2 separate regions of the Callithrix jacchus genome follow, and region 2 is linked to region 1. A link is a contact called in public Hi-C data. All regions are on one chromosome and are shown on one strand. The core of a region is the stretch at or near the end of the contact, and the rest is flanking DNA. Distances in the headings are between cores, read along the strand shown.

What was found. A called contact is a pair of places that touch in the nucleus more often than the background predicts.
Region 2: a contact with region 1 is called in a Hi-C map of skeletal muscle, with 7 times the contacts expected there. The contact joins the promoter of SNRPA1 here to the promoter of TM2D3 in region 1. A contact is called at or near these places in 2 of 3 Hi-C or Micro-C datasets (both in skeletal muscle).

Annotation. Positions count from the first base shown.
Region 1 is chr6:8,326,316-8,330,375 of calJac240_pri, forward strand. It overlaps TM2D3 (TM2 domain containing 3), which reads left to right and starts at 1,619. Exons shown (of 9, transcript XR_013536586.1): 1 at 1,619-1,743; 2 at 2,240-2,317.
Region 2 is chr6:8,683,600-8,688,026 of calJac240_pri, forward strand. It overlaps SNRPA1 (small nuclear ribonucleoprotein polypeptide A'), which reads left to right and starts at 2,698. Exons shown (of 9, transcript XM_002749063.6): 1 at 2,698-2,845. The coding sequence starts at 2,764.

The DNA of each region.
Region 1 (4,060 bases), core at 369-2,868:
CTGTTCAATATACTGATCATTTAGTTAACTTCCTGAGGGACGTGAACAGTGAAACTGTTGGAAAAACAAAACAGTATCTATCAAGACCTATGTAGCAGTATAAGGCACAGATTACGTGATAAGTTTTTTTTTTTTTTGAGATGGAGTTTCGCTCTTGTTACCCAGGCTGGAGTGCAATGGCGCGATCTCGGCTCACCGAAACCTCCGCCTCCTGGGTTCAGGTAATTCTCCTGCCTCAGCCTCCTGAGTAGCTGGGATTACAGGCACGCGCCACCATGCCCAGCTAATTTTTTGAATTTTTAGTAGAGATAGGGTTTCACCATGTTGACCAGGATGGTCTCGATCTCTTGACCTCGTGATCTACCCGCCTCGGCCTCCCAAAGTGCTGGGATTACAGGCGTGAACCTCCGCACCTAGCCAAGATTTTTTTTAAGACCAAATCTTGCTCTGTCGCCAGGCTGGAGTGCAATGGCACGGTATCAGCTCACCGCAACCTCGGCCTCCCGGGTTCAAGCGATTCTCCCGCCTCAGCCTCCCGAGTAGCTGGGACCACAGGCGTGTGCCACCATGCCCGGCTATTTGTATTTTTAGTAGAGTTGGGGTTTCACTGTGTTAGCCAGGATGCTCTCGATCTCCTGACCTCGTGATCCGCCCACCTCGGCCTCCCAAAATGCTGGGATTACGGGCGTGAGCCACCGTGCCCGGCCATGATAACGATTTTTAAAGCTAACATCCAGGGCTTATGTGCAGGCACTTTTCCATGTATTAAAAAAAAAAAAAAATCATCAAACATGCACGTGAGGGATGGCAGTCAGAAGACCGCGGAATGAATGATTCCCGCGGCAGGTGGGTGGGAGGAGAGCGCAGGTCACCAGCATGGTTCCTTCCAGGTGTTTTGTGATAGAAACCGGCGAGGGTCGCAGGGAGCTGGGGCCTGCGCGCTGCTCCCCCGATGGCCCACCTTCCCCAGGCAGGGCTGTGCTCTGGACCCTCCCCTCACTTCGCAGCGCCTCGGGCCATCCTGCTCCTCCAGGTCAGAGAGGCACTTTTTAGAAGTGCTGCGTATCTTCCACGAGCTGGCCAAAAGTGAAAACCACAGCAGGCTTGAGCGCCGGCCCCAGGGGAGCGACCCCTCGGGCCCTTGTCGCCCCGAGGCCGCTTCCCCGACTGTAAATAAGTATCTTTAGGATGAAACGCCACGCGATACTGTCCTCGGAACCTTCGCACAGGACCCAGCACACAACATCCAACCACACCCGGGGCGGCCGGCCTCCCACATTTGCCCGCCTCTGCTCTGGGTGGCTTCGGGTGTGCATTTCGGTCCATGGATGACCCTTCTCAGGTCTCCTGCGGTGGAAAGATTAGTGAGCCCCTCATTCAAGTACGCATGGGAACCAAGCAACTTCCCAGGCTCGCATCCTCCTTGTGAGCCTCCCGGAGAGCGCAACCGGAAGAAAACCACCCGCTACCCGCGCGGGGAAAGCGCAAGCGCAGAAGCCAGCCGCCCGAAGACGCAGCGCGCCTGCGCCCATTGCCCACTCCCGCTCCGAGCCGCGCCCGCCCTGCCCCGCCCCCCTTTCACGCGCGCGCCCGCGCCCCGCCCCGACTCGCAGGGCCTGTCCCCGGCCCGGAAGTGTGCACACGCCAGCAAGATGGCCGCTGGGGTGCGCCCGCTGTGGGGCCTCAGCGCCCTGTGTCGCGTGCTGCTCTTTCTCTCGCAGTTCTGCATTCTGTCAGGCGGTGGTGAGTCAAAGGCCGGGATCAGCGCGGGGTGGAGCTGAGTGGCAGCGGGGCCCCGGGAGCTGCTAGGAGGCTGGGCCCACGGGCGGAGGCTGACGTGGGGAGGAGGCCGAGTGCCCGGCTCCGGGCGGCACGTCGCTGCATCTGGAGTCTGGCGCCCTGGCCGCCCGGCCCGAGGCCGCCCCTACGTTACGACGACACCGAGCCGCCCATCGCGGCTGCGGAGCCCTGGAACGGAGGTGGAGCGCTTGGGGGCTCGGCCGGGGAGGCGGAACTGGAGCGCGATGCCACCCTTCGGTCCCTCGTTGCCGGCAGGTCTGAACTGGTGCCCACCCGTTGACGTTTCGTCCCTAAGTTTTGTGTTTTCTGGATGCCAAGCCGTGAGGTTTTCATGAGCAGCTTATTGGCCTGGTGTAGACCCGCCGTGTTAACCACACAAAACGAGGTATTCTCGCCCCGGGATAACATGTTTGTCTAATTGTACGATCCTTAAATTTAGAGCAATCGCAGGCGCTGGCTCAGTCAATAAAGGATCCGGGCCCAACACGCACATTCACAGTAGTTCCCAGGGCAGCAGGTACTAGACATTTTCTATTCTGGTAAATGTGTGTATTTCTATCTAGTAATTTCTCTTCGTTTTTGATAAAAATTTCCCTTAGTATACAAAGTCACTTTCCATTTTTGAATATTTTATTGTATTTTAGATGATGTGAATTAAGGGCAGATACACAGCCATTTTCAGTAGATAGTCTTGGCATTTGGATACCTTTTGACGTTTCTACCTCATCTTTTTCCAGTCCCGCGCTCATTTGTCTCCTTATTTCTATTTTTCCACTTCATCCATCAAAGTAACCGTCAGTCAGTGCTTCTTTCCTTCAGCAAATTTCCTCTACTTCTAGAATTCTGTTCCCGATGTTATATAATATATCAAAGGCTCCGCCAGGACTGTGTGAAATGGAAGGATCACAGAGGGGCTGATGGAGACCTGGAATCTAGATCTGGTTTTGCTACTGGGATCTTGAACAAATTATGCCCTTCGGACCTTGGTTCTCATCTTTAAAGTGGTGGGGTTGGTCTGATGGCCTAAAGTCATTTCTGCTTTGTGATTCTAAATGTCCACCTTCCAGCCACATAGTCATGGGATCACAGAAAAGAGTATTTTGTAGAATTGTCCACTTAATACAGTGAGTAAAGTAGGACCAGTTTTAAATAAGCATTAATGTGTTTTGCTAAGTGGAGGCTTTGACTCTAATTTCATCACTTTAGAGTGACATTACTTGAGTGAATTGAAACTGGCAGAGGTATTTTACTGATTATTTGGATGTAAAAAATAGTAGTGCACTTGAATTTTAAATGCAGATTACTTTGTAGAGAAAGCACAAGAGTTCTTGACTCTTGCAGGCTTTTGAAAGCCCTTTTCAGGAATACTTGCAATTTGGATCCTCTCAGTTGGTAAAAATACATTGCACACCTGATTAGGTTGGTTGGAAATAAGTTGTAGCTGAGGCCGGGCGCGGTGGCTCACACCTGTAATCCCAGCACTTTGGGAGGCTGAGGTGGGCAGATCATCTGAGGTTGGGAGTTCGAGACCAGCCTGACTAACATGGAGAAACCCGGTCTCTACTAAAAATACAAAATTAGCTGGGTATGGTGGCGCATGCCTGTAATTCCAGCTACTCGGGAGGCTGGGGCAGGAGAATCACTTGAACCCAGGAGGCAGAGGTTGCTTTGAGATCACGCCATTGCACTCCAGCCTGGGCAACAAGAGCAAAACTCAGTCTCAAAAAAAAAAAAAAGGTTGCAGCTCACTGAAGAAGTTATTAAAATAGAGAACTATTTTGAACTTTGGTAGGATAAAGCTGTGAATATTATTAGCAAATATGGCTTATCGAAGTACCAGTGTGAAATCATGACATTTTCTAGAGTTGATGTCCTGAGGATGTCAGTGGCTTCATTTCTAAACTAGTGAATTCAGATTTTTGAAGAGAACACTGGATTGGAAATGGAGAGATTTGGGTTCTAGTTCCAGTTTTGCCACGGACTTCCTCCGTGATTCTGCACAAACCCCACTGTAAGTTTTAGTTTTTCAACTTACAAAATGATAGTTTTTTTTTTTTTAAAAAAGCTCTTAATGTATACGCAGAATTTTCTATGCATTATTTGTATGTGAGCACCCTTAGTTTTCACAGCCACTTGGGAGGCAGGAATGAAGTAATGTTTTACAAGTATGGGGCCCACCAGGTCACACAGCTGGTTATTTGCAGAACTCTGCTTTAATTGCAGGTGTCTCTGGCTCCAGTCCCATGCTTTTTCCATTCTA
Region 2 (4,427 bases), core at 1,448-3,947, 360 kb after region 1:
TTAGCTGGGCATAGAGGCACTTGCCTGCAATCCCAGCTACTGGGGAGGCTGAGGCAGGAGAATTGCCTGAACCCAGGCGGCAGAGGTTGCGGTGAGCCGAGATCTCACCATTGCACTCCAGCCTGGGTAACAAGAGTGAAACTCCGTCTCAAAAAAACAAAACAAAACAAAACAAAAAAAACTCAAGAAGAATCAAGTCAAGGTGGATTATAGAACTAAATGTGAAAGGCAAAACAATCTTCTAGTAGGTCACATAGGAAAATATGATGGGGGTAAGGAAAGATTTCGTAAGGCACATGCATGTGTACGCACACCCAACCCATTGACGTAAAGAAAATAATCGAACTACATAAAAATCGGAAACTTCTCAGCCGGGGGTGGTGGCTCATGCCTGTAGGCAAGTGGATCACTTGAGCTCAGGAGTTGGAGACCAGCCTGGACAACATGCTGAAACCTCATCTCTACAAAAAATACAAAAATTAACCAGGACTGTTGACCTGTGCCTGTAGTCCTGGCTATTCAGGAGGCTGAGGTGGGAGGATCTCTTGAGCCTGAGAGGTCGAGGCTGCAGTGAGTCCTGATTGAGCCTGAGAGGTCGAGGCTGCAGAGAGTCCTGATGGCACCACTGCACGCCAGCCCAGGTGACAGAGCGAGACTGTGACTCAAAAGAAAAAAAAAATTCTAATCATCAAACAATACCATTAAGAGTGGAAAGGCAAGCCACAGAGCGTGTTCATATCCTTTATAAAGAAATTCCCCACATCAGTAAGAAAAAAGGCAGACAACTCCGTAAGGAAAAAACTGAGTAAGGGACTTGAAAAGGCACTTAACAAAGGAAGCTATCAGAATGGGCAACATACACATGAAAGGTTCTCAGCTTCATTAGTTATTAGAGAAAAGAAAAGAAAAGCAGTAGAGCAGTAACCCCACACACCCATGAGAACGACTAAAGTGAGACACTTAAAATGCCGACACGGCTGAAGCTGGAAGCCATGAAAACCCTTACACGCGGAGGGAGTGTGTATTTCAGCCTCTTAGCATGACTGTTGGGCATTACTTATGGATGATACATATCACACCCTAAGTCCCAGCAATTCCACTCCAGGAGAAACTCATCCACATACCCGAAAATTTACAGCAACATTACTCAGAATAGCCCTAAACTGAAAACAACCTTGATGTCCATCAACAGCAGAATAAGTAATTGAAAATTACAGTATAATATATACAATGGAATTTTCTTCAGCAGTGCAAGCAAACAAACCATCTCTGTATGTAACTTGGATGGACTCCAGACATAACATAGACGCAAAGAAACTAGGCCAAAAAAAAAAAAAAAAAAAAAAAAAAAAGGATACTGTGGGATTCTATTTATTTTTTCAGTTTTAAAAATTTATATTTTTTATTGTTATTTTTTAGTTTTTTCCAAATTTTTTTTACTTTTTTTTTTTAATTATACTTTAGGTTTCTGGGGTACATGTGCTGATCATACATGATTGTTGGGTAGGTACACACATGGCAAAGTGGTTTGCTGCCTCCATCCTCCCCCACCCCATCACCTACATCTGGCATTCCTCCCCATGTTATCCCTCCCCGACCTGCCCCCACTCCCCGCTGTCCCTCTCTTGTCCCCACCACAGACCCCAGTGTGTGATGCTCCCCTCCCTGTGTCCATGTTATCATTGTTCAATGAGAGTTAGAACATTCGGTGTTTGATTTTCTGTTCTTGTGTCCTTTGCTGAGAATGATGGTTTCCAGATTCATCCATGTCCCTATGAAAGATGAGAACTCATCGTTTTTTATGGCTGCATAGTATTCCATGGTGCATATATGCCACATTTTCCTTGTCCAGTCTATCACTGATGGGCATTTGGGTTGCTTCCAGGTCTTTGCTATTGTAAATAGTGCCGCTATGAACATACGTGTGCATGTGTCTTTATAACAGAATGATTTATAATCCTTTGGGTATATACCCAGTAACGGGATTGCTGGGTCAAATGGAATTTCTAAAACGAGTCTGTGGTGTTGAGTTTGCGGTTGCCTTTGCGAAGAGGGAGGTTTTCAAAACAGTGGGTTTTTTTTGGATCCCGGCGTCGGCTATGCAGTTGTGTTCACTCTGGTCATTAGTCACGCTGTAAACACCTGATTTGCACACTTTTCTGTATATCATACTTTATATGAATATTCAGAAGTCTAAAGGCCGCAAACCTAACGGCAAACCCTACCGTGCCCGCGACCGGGTTGCACTGGCGGGGCGGTGGAGTTGTCCCAGCGACCTGCCCCGGGCGGGTCACCTAGCCCGGGAGCTCACGCTGTAGCCTGGGGCCAAGGTCTAGGCTCGGGACAGGTACCTGAACTCGTCGACCCTTCACTGAAGCCCACGGGTCCCCGCGCCTGCTGGGGACAATCACAGCTTCCCCTCCCACCTCAAGGTGAGCTAGTGCATGAGAAAGTTCCCCTCGGGTGTTTCCACATTCGCCTTAACTTTTAAACACCAACGTCTGGAATCTGAGGTCCATCAGACTCCAGATACACCCCAGGAAAGAACCCAGAAACAAACACGTCCCCAGCGCGCGCGCCAGGACTTGGGGCCAGAACAACCCCGGGGGCGTGGCTCTTCGATTGCTTCGGCCTGGCGGTCGAGCTGCGCGCGCACTCGGCGGATGCGATTGGTGCTGCCTGGCGGCGCGGCGCGGCGCGGGGCACGTTGGGACGCAGGAGGCAGCGTCCTTTCGGCTACGCTGGGAAGCCAGAGGCGGCAGAATGGTCAAGCTGACGGCGGAGTTGATCGAGCAGGCGGCCCAATACACCAATGCGGTGCGCGACCGGGAGCTGGACCTCCGAGGTGAGTCCGGGGGCGCGGGCGGGCAGTCCCAGGGCGGCACTGCGCCGCCTTACGATCCGCGCTCCGCCGCGTGCACCGAAGGCCGGAGCTTGGCCCGCGGGTGGGTAATCTAGACCCGGATCGGGCTGCGCCGAGACCGCCCTGCCTGATTCTTGCCGTTGTTGCCAAGCGCGCGTCCCGTTAGGCTCTTGGGAGCCTTCTGTTACTGCTGTGCCTCCTGAGAAGCACGGGTGATTTCATTACTCCCTGCTGCATGCTCGTGGGGCTCTGTTAGGCCTTGCTTGGCTGTTTCGTAGCGGACTCTGAGGGCCGGGAAGAGCGACTCATTAACGGTGGTAACCCTAGTGCAGGGCGAGTGATTGGTTCTCAGTACTTGCCGCCAGATGATATTGTGAGTGTAGATAGGATATGTCTTCATTATTCTTAATGTGATGGAAGAAACTAAGTCCCCGAACAAAAGCGATTGTTTACCCCAGTATTTTCTTTCTTTCTTTCTTTTTGAGACGGAGTTTTGCTCTTGTTACACAGGCTGGAGTGCAATGGCGCCATCTCGGCTCACCGCAACCTCCGCCTCCTGCGTTCAAGCAATTCTCCTGCCTCAGCCTCCTGAGTCGCTGGGATTACAGGCACGCGCCACCATGCCCAGCTAATTTTTTGATTTTTAGTAGAGACGGGGTTTCACCATGTTGACCAGGATGGTCTCGATTTCTTGACCTCGTGATCCTCCCGCCTCGGCCTCCCAAAGTGCTGGGATTACAGGCGTGAGCCACCGCGCCCGGCTACCCCAGTATTTTCTACTTAGTAGCTTTAATTGTTTGGCGTTTCCCCTTCGTGAAGACGTTTTAAAGATTGAACTGTTTCACCCAGGCTTCCACCGCCGGGTGCTGTGTGTAAGTTGCGGAAGCGCTCACAATTATTTAGATTCCTGTACTATTTCAACCTTAGTAAGACTTGGTAAGAAATTGGGAGGGCAGTTAGCTAGTTGGCATTTCAGGAGACCGCTTTAGAAAGAATGTGAAGAGCAACTTCTCTGGGGTACGGCAGTGCAGTCGTAGCCTGAGATTCCCACGGGGACCTATGGTCTCGGGATTTGCTTTGATTTCTTGCTGACCTTTGGGGAATCGCATTGTTTTGTGTTGTGTTGTGTTGCGTTGAGATGAAGTCTTGTTCTTTCCCCTTTGCTGGAGTGCAGTGGTGTGATCTCGGCTCACTGTAAACTCTGCGTCCCTGGTTCAAGTGATTCTTGTGCCTCCGCCTCCCGGGTAGCTGGGATTTCAGGCATGTACCACTGCGCCTGGCTGATTTTTGTATTTTTAGTAGAGATGGGGTTTCACCATGTTGGTCAGGCAGGTCTTGAATTCTTGACCTCAAGTGATCTGCCCCCGTTGGACTCCCAAAGCGCTGGGATTACAGACGTGAACCACCGCGCCCAGCCCCCAGTTTTTTCTTTCTTTCTTTCTCTCTCTCTCTTTCTTTCTTTCTTCTTTCCTTTTTTTTTTTTTTTTTGTCTGAGTTTTGCTCTTGTTGCCCAGGCTGGAGTGCAATGGCACAATCTTGGCTCAATGCAACCTCCCCCTCCTGG